Regions from separate parts of the Mus musculus genome. Here region 2 is linked to region 1. The links are chromatin contacts, called in public HiChIP or PLAC-seq maps. All regions are on one chromosome and are shown on one strand. The core of a region is the stretch at or near the end of the contact, and the rest is flanking DNA. Distances in the headings are between cores, read along the strand shown.

The links. HiChIP or PLAC-seq counts read pairs in DNA pulled down with a chosen protein or histone mark.
Region 2: an H3K27ac HiChIP or PLAC-seq map of regulatory T cell precursor shows a contact between it and region 1, with 2.5 times the contacts expected there. The contact joins two enhancer-like sites. A contact is called at or near these places in 4 of 115 datasets of contacts at active chromatin or transcription factors (bone marrow-derived macrophages, embryonic stem cells, regulatory T cell precursor and 1 more) and 1 of 9 other capture datasets (liver).

What each region holds. Positions count from the first base shown.
Region 1 is chr12:110,757,607-110,760,734 of GRCm38.p6, reverse strand. The region is part of intron 1 of Wdr20 (WD repeat domain 20); the gene reads right to left. Among named protein-coding and RNA genes, the nearest start is that of Wdr20, 21 kb to the right of the region's middle. Within about 2 kb of position 1,629, at least 45 of the 459 cell types and tissues checked have an H3K27ac peak or open chromatin away from gene starts, as enhancers often do. A contact at or near this core is called in regulatory T cell precursor and thymic regulatory T cells, where this site is marked.
Region 2 is chr12:110,502,013-110,505,140 of GRCm38.p6, reverse strand. The region is part of intron 3 of Ppp2r5c (protein phosphatase 2, regulatory subunit B', gamma); the gene reads right to left. Among named protein-coding and RNA genes, the nearest start is that of Gm19605, 18 kb to the right of the region's middle. Within about 2 kb of position 1,625, at least 182 of the 459 cell types and tissues checked have an H3K27ac peak or open chromatin away from gene starts, as enhancers often do. A contact at or near this core is called in regulatory T cell precursor and thymic regulatory T cells, where this site is marked.

The sequences.
Region 1 (3,128 bases), core at 380-2,879:
GATAAAAAAAAGGTAAGATTTGAAACTAAGAATCAAAGTAAGCAAAATTACATTTTCTAGTCAGCTATAATTTACTGAACTTTATATAGTATAATTTTTGAAGATATAAAATAAACTCAGAAGTCAGATCTGTATAATACACCAACTTATCCATCAGTAAAAGTACAAGTTAATTTATAAAATGAAAACACTGAGTACCTCTATTACCATATGTGTTTCTGTCCACCCAACCCCCACCCTGCAGGGAGGTCATAACCTTAATCCATGACCCACCTTGCCTGACAGCAGATGATAAAACCCCTATTTCTGTTTTGTTTGAGACAGGCCGAGGGTGACCCTGAACCTCTGACCTTCCTGCCTCTGTCCCCCGAGCCCTGGGATGATGATGTGTCAGCCACATTCTGGAGGAGAGGCTGGTGAAGAATAGCATCAGACAGGCCTCGGTGGCTTTCCTTGCCTGGTTTACTAAAAGCCACCATGCCTAACACAATATATGATCTTCATAGAGCCCCCAAAGGAGCCAGATGTAGAGGTGTACATTTATATGCCCAGCTGCTTGGGAGGGCGATATGACAGGACCACTGAGTCAGTCCATAAGGTCAAGGCCAATCTGCAAAACAGTGAAAATAAAATCCAGGTATGGCAGGCCATGTCCAGAAGCCCACCACTAGGGAGACTGGAACAGAAGAACTATCAGAACCAGGGTAACCTGGGCTACACAGTAAGACCCTGTCTCAAAAAACCACAATTAACATAGTGGTGCAGACCTGTAATCCCTGCCTTCAAGAGGCTAAGATGGAAGGATGACTGAAGGTTGCAGGCTAGCCTGGGGTACATATTAAATTTCCAATCCAGTGAGACACTAGCTCAAAAACAGCAGCAGGAGCAGCAACAGCAACAAAATCAGTAAGCAGTAACAATAACAAGTACTGAAGACAAAACAAAACAAAACCCAAGGCCAGGGTTCAGAGGGCATCTGGAGGCTTACAGGCAAACAAGAACACTGACACAAAAGGCCCTGCCTGGGCTTAGCCCCCTTCCAGACCTCATCTATCTGCTTACCTGTATCCCTTAAAGTATTGTTTACAGAGCCAGTGAGGTGGCTCGGCAGGTAAGGGCACCTGCTGCCAAGCCTGACAACCTGAGGTCAATCCCCATACACGGACTCCACAAGTTGTCTGACTTCCACATGCTTGCCAATGGCAGACACTCACCAACAAAACAAATAAATGTAAGTAGAGAAATTTTAATCCTTTAAAACAGATTGGCAAATATTGAAAACAGTGTTTTCCTAAATTCTATGAGCCACTTAAGAAAAACCAACCTGGGAGAGTGTTAAGGAAATCTCAATGTGCAGGCAACTCATCAGAAGCTCTGGCTGACTTGACCTGGGCCTGAGATGGGCTGAGTCTTCAAGCCCTAGCCGCTGATGCTAGATCACTCAGAGGTATGAAACCAACTAGATTAAAGGGCACCCAGCAGCTAAGAGTCCACTCCTCAGAACTGTTTGTGGATAGAGAAATACACTTTTTGCAGTTACAGAAGACTTCTGTGTTGACTACTGTGGTTTGAGAACAGGAAATAGATTTGGTTTTCCCATACAGCAGCCTGTATTATGTGATATCATAAATGTGAAAATGCAGCTGGCAATATGACTTCAAAGGCCCGTCTCATCTCCTAACTCTGACACAGTCCAAGTGAGTGACTATTAAGAAAAGGAGTGTCGCCGGGCGTGGTGGCGCACGCCTTTAATCCCAGCACTTGGGAGGCAGAGGCAGGTGGATTTCTGAGTTCGAGGCCAGCCTGGTCTACAAAGTGAGTTCCAGGACAGCTAGGGCTATACAGAGAAACCCTGTCTCAAAAAACCAAAAAAAAAAAAAAAAAAAAAAAAAAAGAAAAGGAGTGTCAGCCGGGCGGTGGTGCCTTTAATCCCAGCACTCGGGAGGCAGAGGCAGGCGGATTTCTGAGTTCCAGGCCAGCCTGGTCTACAGAGTGAGTTCCAGGACAGCCAGGGCTATACAGAGAAACCCTGTCTCAGGGGAAAAAAAAGAAAAAGAAAAGGAGTGTATGTCCCTGATTTTTAGGAAAAGGCCCGGGGCTGGTTAAGAGCACCACCTGCTCTTCCAGAGGTCCTGAGTTCAATTTGCAGCAACCACATGGTAGCTCACAATGGGATCTGCCCTCTTCTGGCCTGCAGACACACATTCAGGCAGAACACTGTATACATACCAAATAAATAAATCTTAAAAAAAAAAAATTTCTTTTTCATTTCCTTTCTTTGAGATAAGGCCTTACTGTATAGCCCTGGCTGGCCTTGAACTCACAGAGGTCTGCCTACCTTTGCCTCCCAGGTACAGAGATAAAGGTACATCCCATCATAGCTAATGTTTCTCTGCTTTGATTTTTGAGGCAGTGTCTTACAATGCAGCCCAAGCTATCTTAGAATGTATTCAGCCTATGGTGACTTTGAATTCTTGATCCTTCTACTTCAGCTTCCCAAGTGCTGGGGTTACAGGTGTGCACTATCAAAACAGCTACATATTTAAAAACTGGGTGCCAAGGTGCAAAGATACTAATGTGGTTCAAAGTTTTTATAGTCTGGCAGTTTTTTAAACAAATAGCCAGGCATGGTGGCGCACACCTTTAATCCCAGCACTGAAGAGGCAGAGGCAGGTGGATCTCTGTGATTTTTGAGACCAGCCTGGTCTACATAGTTCTAGGATAACAAGAGCTACATAGTGAGACCCTGTCTCAAAACAAACAAACAAAATATGTATAGGAGGTTTGCCTGCATATATGTATGTGCATCATATGCATGCCTGGTGCCCTAAGAGGGCAGAAGGAGGGAATTGTATCCCCTGGAACTGGAGTTACAGACACTTGTGGGCTGCCATGTGGTAGGCACTAGGAACCAAACTTGGATCTTCTGCAAGAGCAGAAAATGCTCTTAGTGGCTGTTTTTGTGGAAGTTTTTGTATGTGTAAGAAGTAACTATTCAAACAGTATTATAGGCAAGCAGAAAGCTGTGGTGAGACACCGAAGAGAAAACTGAAACAAGCATACAAAAGCAGCAGTGAGTTCACACAATTAGTCCAATCTCCGTGAGAGACAGCTCCTCACAGGGGAGC
Region 2 (3,128 bases), core at 376-2,875, 260 kb after region 1:
ATGCAAATTTGACCTTTAAGGCTGTGCGGTATAAACATCCTGTTGTCAGACAACCCTAACAATCTCCTGAGAAAGAGCAGACAATTACCTAACTCAGCCTCACAGGGAAGGGTGGGACTGACTTGCAAATATTGTGGCTTCTCCAAAGGAGCCCACAGAATCTCCAGCCACGTGATCAGACCAGACATTTTCAGTAACTCAGTGACCCTATTAACACTTTTGTCAAACTGACAGCCAGGAATCTCAGCCCTGCCTTCTTACAGCCTCTGATTCAAGGCTGGCCTCCTCACTCCCAGGCAGTCTGGGAAGCCCACCAGGGGCTTCTCAGTGACACGCTTGTGCTGGTGGGGCTGACTCAGAGCCTGCAGAGGGCTGTGAGAGAGGGCACAGGAGGGCAGCTAGGCTTGTTAACATCTGACTTCACACCTCAACAGTCTGGCCACACAACTACTTGGGGGCAATGTTGAGGCCCAGACAGTCATCCAGAAATGGAAGCGCCGGCAGTCAGGCTCCGTTAAGTGGGGCTAGTGATTTTAGTATGTTGTAGACCCAGGCCAAGCATTCACACCCCTCACCTTGTTCAAGACCCATAGCTCTTCTGCAGGGAGCCACTTCCGTGGTCATTTTGTGGAGCACCAACATACTCGGTAACCTGCTCGGGGCCACACTAGTTAAGGGTTCATGAGCAAAAGCTGCACCAGCAGACAAAGGCTGGAGGCAGGACCAGTTGGCTCTGCAGTCTGACCCTGCAGGCCAGTGTGACTCCTGGGACAGGCACCCCTGCGTTGAGGCCCCCCGTGTGAGGGAGGCTGAGGAGCTGTCCTCAGAGCAGCATTCGCAGGCTGAACCCGACCTCTCGGTCCCGAAGGCCCTGCTCCAGCCGCTTGCCAACCCTCCTCTGAGTCTCTCACCACAGCACCAAGGCCAGGCCTTTGCCCGAGTTCTCCTTCCAGTGGACACACTTTTGACTAAGTCCCAGCCTAAGCAACAGTAACCCAAGAAATCAGAGATTTAATGTGCTAATTACACACCGTCACATTTGTTAGTGTATAATTACTAAACAAAATAACATTCAACTATGAATCACTTCAAAATCTTCTCTGGTGTTGCCAACTGTGGTGCATGCTGACCACATCTGGAGGCCCTGTGGCCATCCCACAGGACAGAGGAGAGGGTACCACAAATCATCCTCACTTTGGTTAATTACTCAGCCAAGTGTGCAGTTCGGGTTTCCAGCCGTCCACTCAACAAGGAAAAAGAACGTGACTTTAATGCCCATGGTTATGTTCTTTTTTTCTACTGGGAAAACAGACTGATTGACAGACAGACAGACAGACAGACCAATTGACCAAGCAAGTGACCCTTTCCTCCCAGCCTTTGCTGACCCTTGCCAGCTATGGTGGCTTGAGTAAGAATGGCCAACACAGGCTCATGTGTTTGCATGCTTAGTCCCTAGCTGATTAGGGCTGTGTCCTTTCTGCAGTGGGTGTGTCCATGTTGGAGGAACTGTGTCACTTGGGAGTAGGCTCTGAGGTTTCAAAAGCCCACGCTAGGCCCAGTCTCACTGTGCCTGTGAACCAGGAAGTAGAGCTCTGAGCAACCGCTCCAGTCCCATGATGATAGTGGGCTAACTCTCTGAAACTGTGAGCCAGCCCTCATTACATGCTTTCCTGTGTAAGAGTTGTGGTGGTGGCCGTGGTGTCTCTTCACAGCAACAGAATACGAAGACAGCAGCGTTGGAAGTAAGATGAAGGACTAAAGATCCCAGTGTTAGACTCTCTCTGTGGGTCCCAGGCCCCAGGTTCTATAAAGCTTCACTTCTGAATGTACACCGTATGATTGCAGCTCAGATAAGAACATTTCTGTATGGATGTTAACAATAGGCAAATTCATTCTCTTACTTTAGGAACATTCTAAAGGGATAGTGTGTGTGTGTGTGTGTGTGTGTGTGTGTGTGTGTGTGGTGTGTGTGTGTGTGTGTGTGTGTATCTCCCATCTTACAGACAATGGACTCACAGTTGCATCCCCACACCTCCAATGCCATAAAACAAGAACAAAACAACCAACAACCAAACAAAATCCAACCAAACTCCACTCAAATGTGAATCAGTTCTGTACTCTGTCCAGTTCCTCCGTTAGGACACTGCTGCTGAGCTCAGCATGGTGGAGCACGCCTGCAGTCTCAGTACTCAGCGTGAGGACAGGAGGGCAGGGTCATCTTGGACATTTCCAAGACCAGCCCAGACCACTTGAGACTGCCACTCATCGATAGCTTTGTGCAGATGTTCTGATCGCTTCTGCCATATCAAATTCTCTTATGGAAGTAGCAAGAAAGTAACAAAATGTCCCACGCCTTGGTAAATGTGAGCTTTTTATACACATCAAGGCATTAATAGCAACGTAGCAAAGACAGCATTTCACTTGTGGTAAAACAAGTAAAACTAACAAATGAATAAAGGGAAACCAGTGCACATCTTCCCCACAGCTCAAGGGGCGATTCTCCCCAGGCTGTGAACATCCCTGGGAGAGTTCTCACCCTGTGCCACACGGCACCATCACCCCCGTGCCACACAGCTACTCCCCTGGCACCACTGCCATTTGCTGCTCACTTGAAACTGTTAACAGTACAAATGTGCTCAGAAATGTCTGACAAGTGAACACTCAAAGGAAAGCCCCGACAGACATACAACCAACCCCTTATCACCCACCCACCCACACTTCTCTGCCAGGCCCCCAACCATGTCCACCCTACAGAGGCCGCCCTGTAAGAATTCTCACCCTTGACTGGGCAGGCACTACAGCCTCAGGAAGGAGGGACAAACTGTAACTACGAAAGCCCAACTCAGCTTTTGGACAGCCTACTTGAAAACAACACACAAGGTTTTAAAGTTTCCACTCCTCATCTCCTTCCCAGTGCTGGCAGCAGGAGCTAATGGTTGCCTCTACCATTGATGGCCACCAAAGAACAGGCCACCTCAACTGGGCCATGAGATGAAGCTCAGTCAGATTTAGCTGAATGGCCCTTCATAATGTCCAGCTGTGCAACGTGACAGGCTGGAGAGAGCCTTTCTGAGAGGAGGTAAGCAACTGTTTGGGGTCTTGACTTATTGCTAAGCCAAACTTTGTGG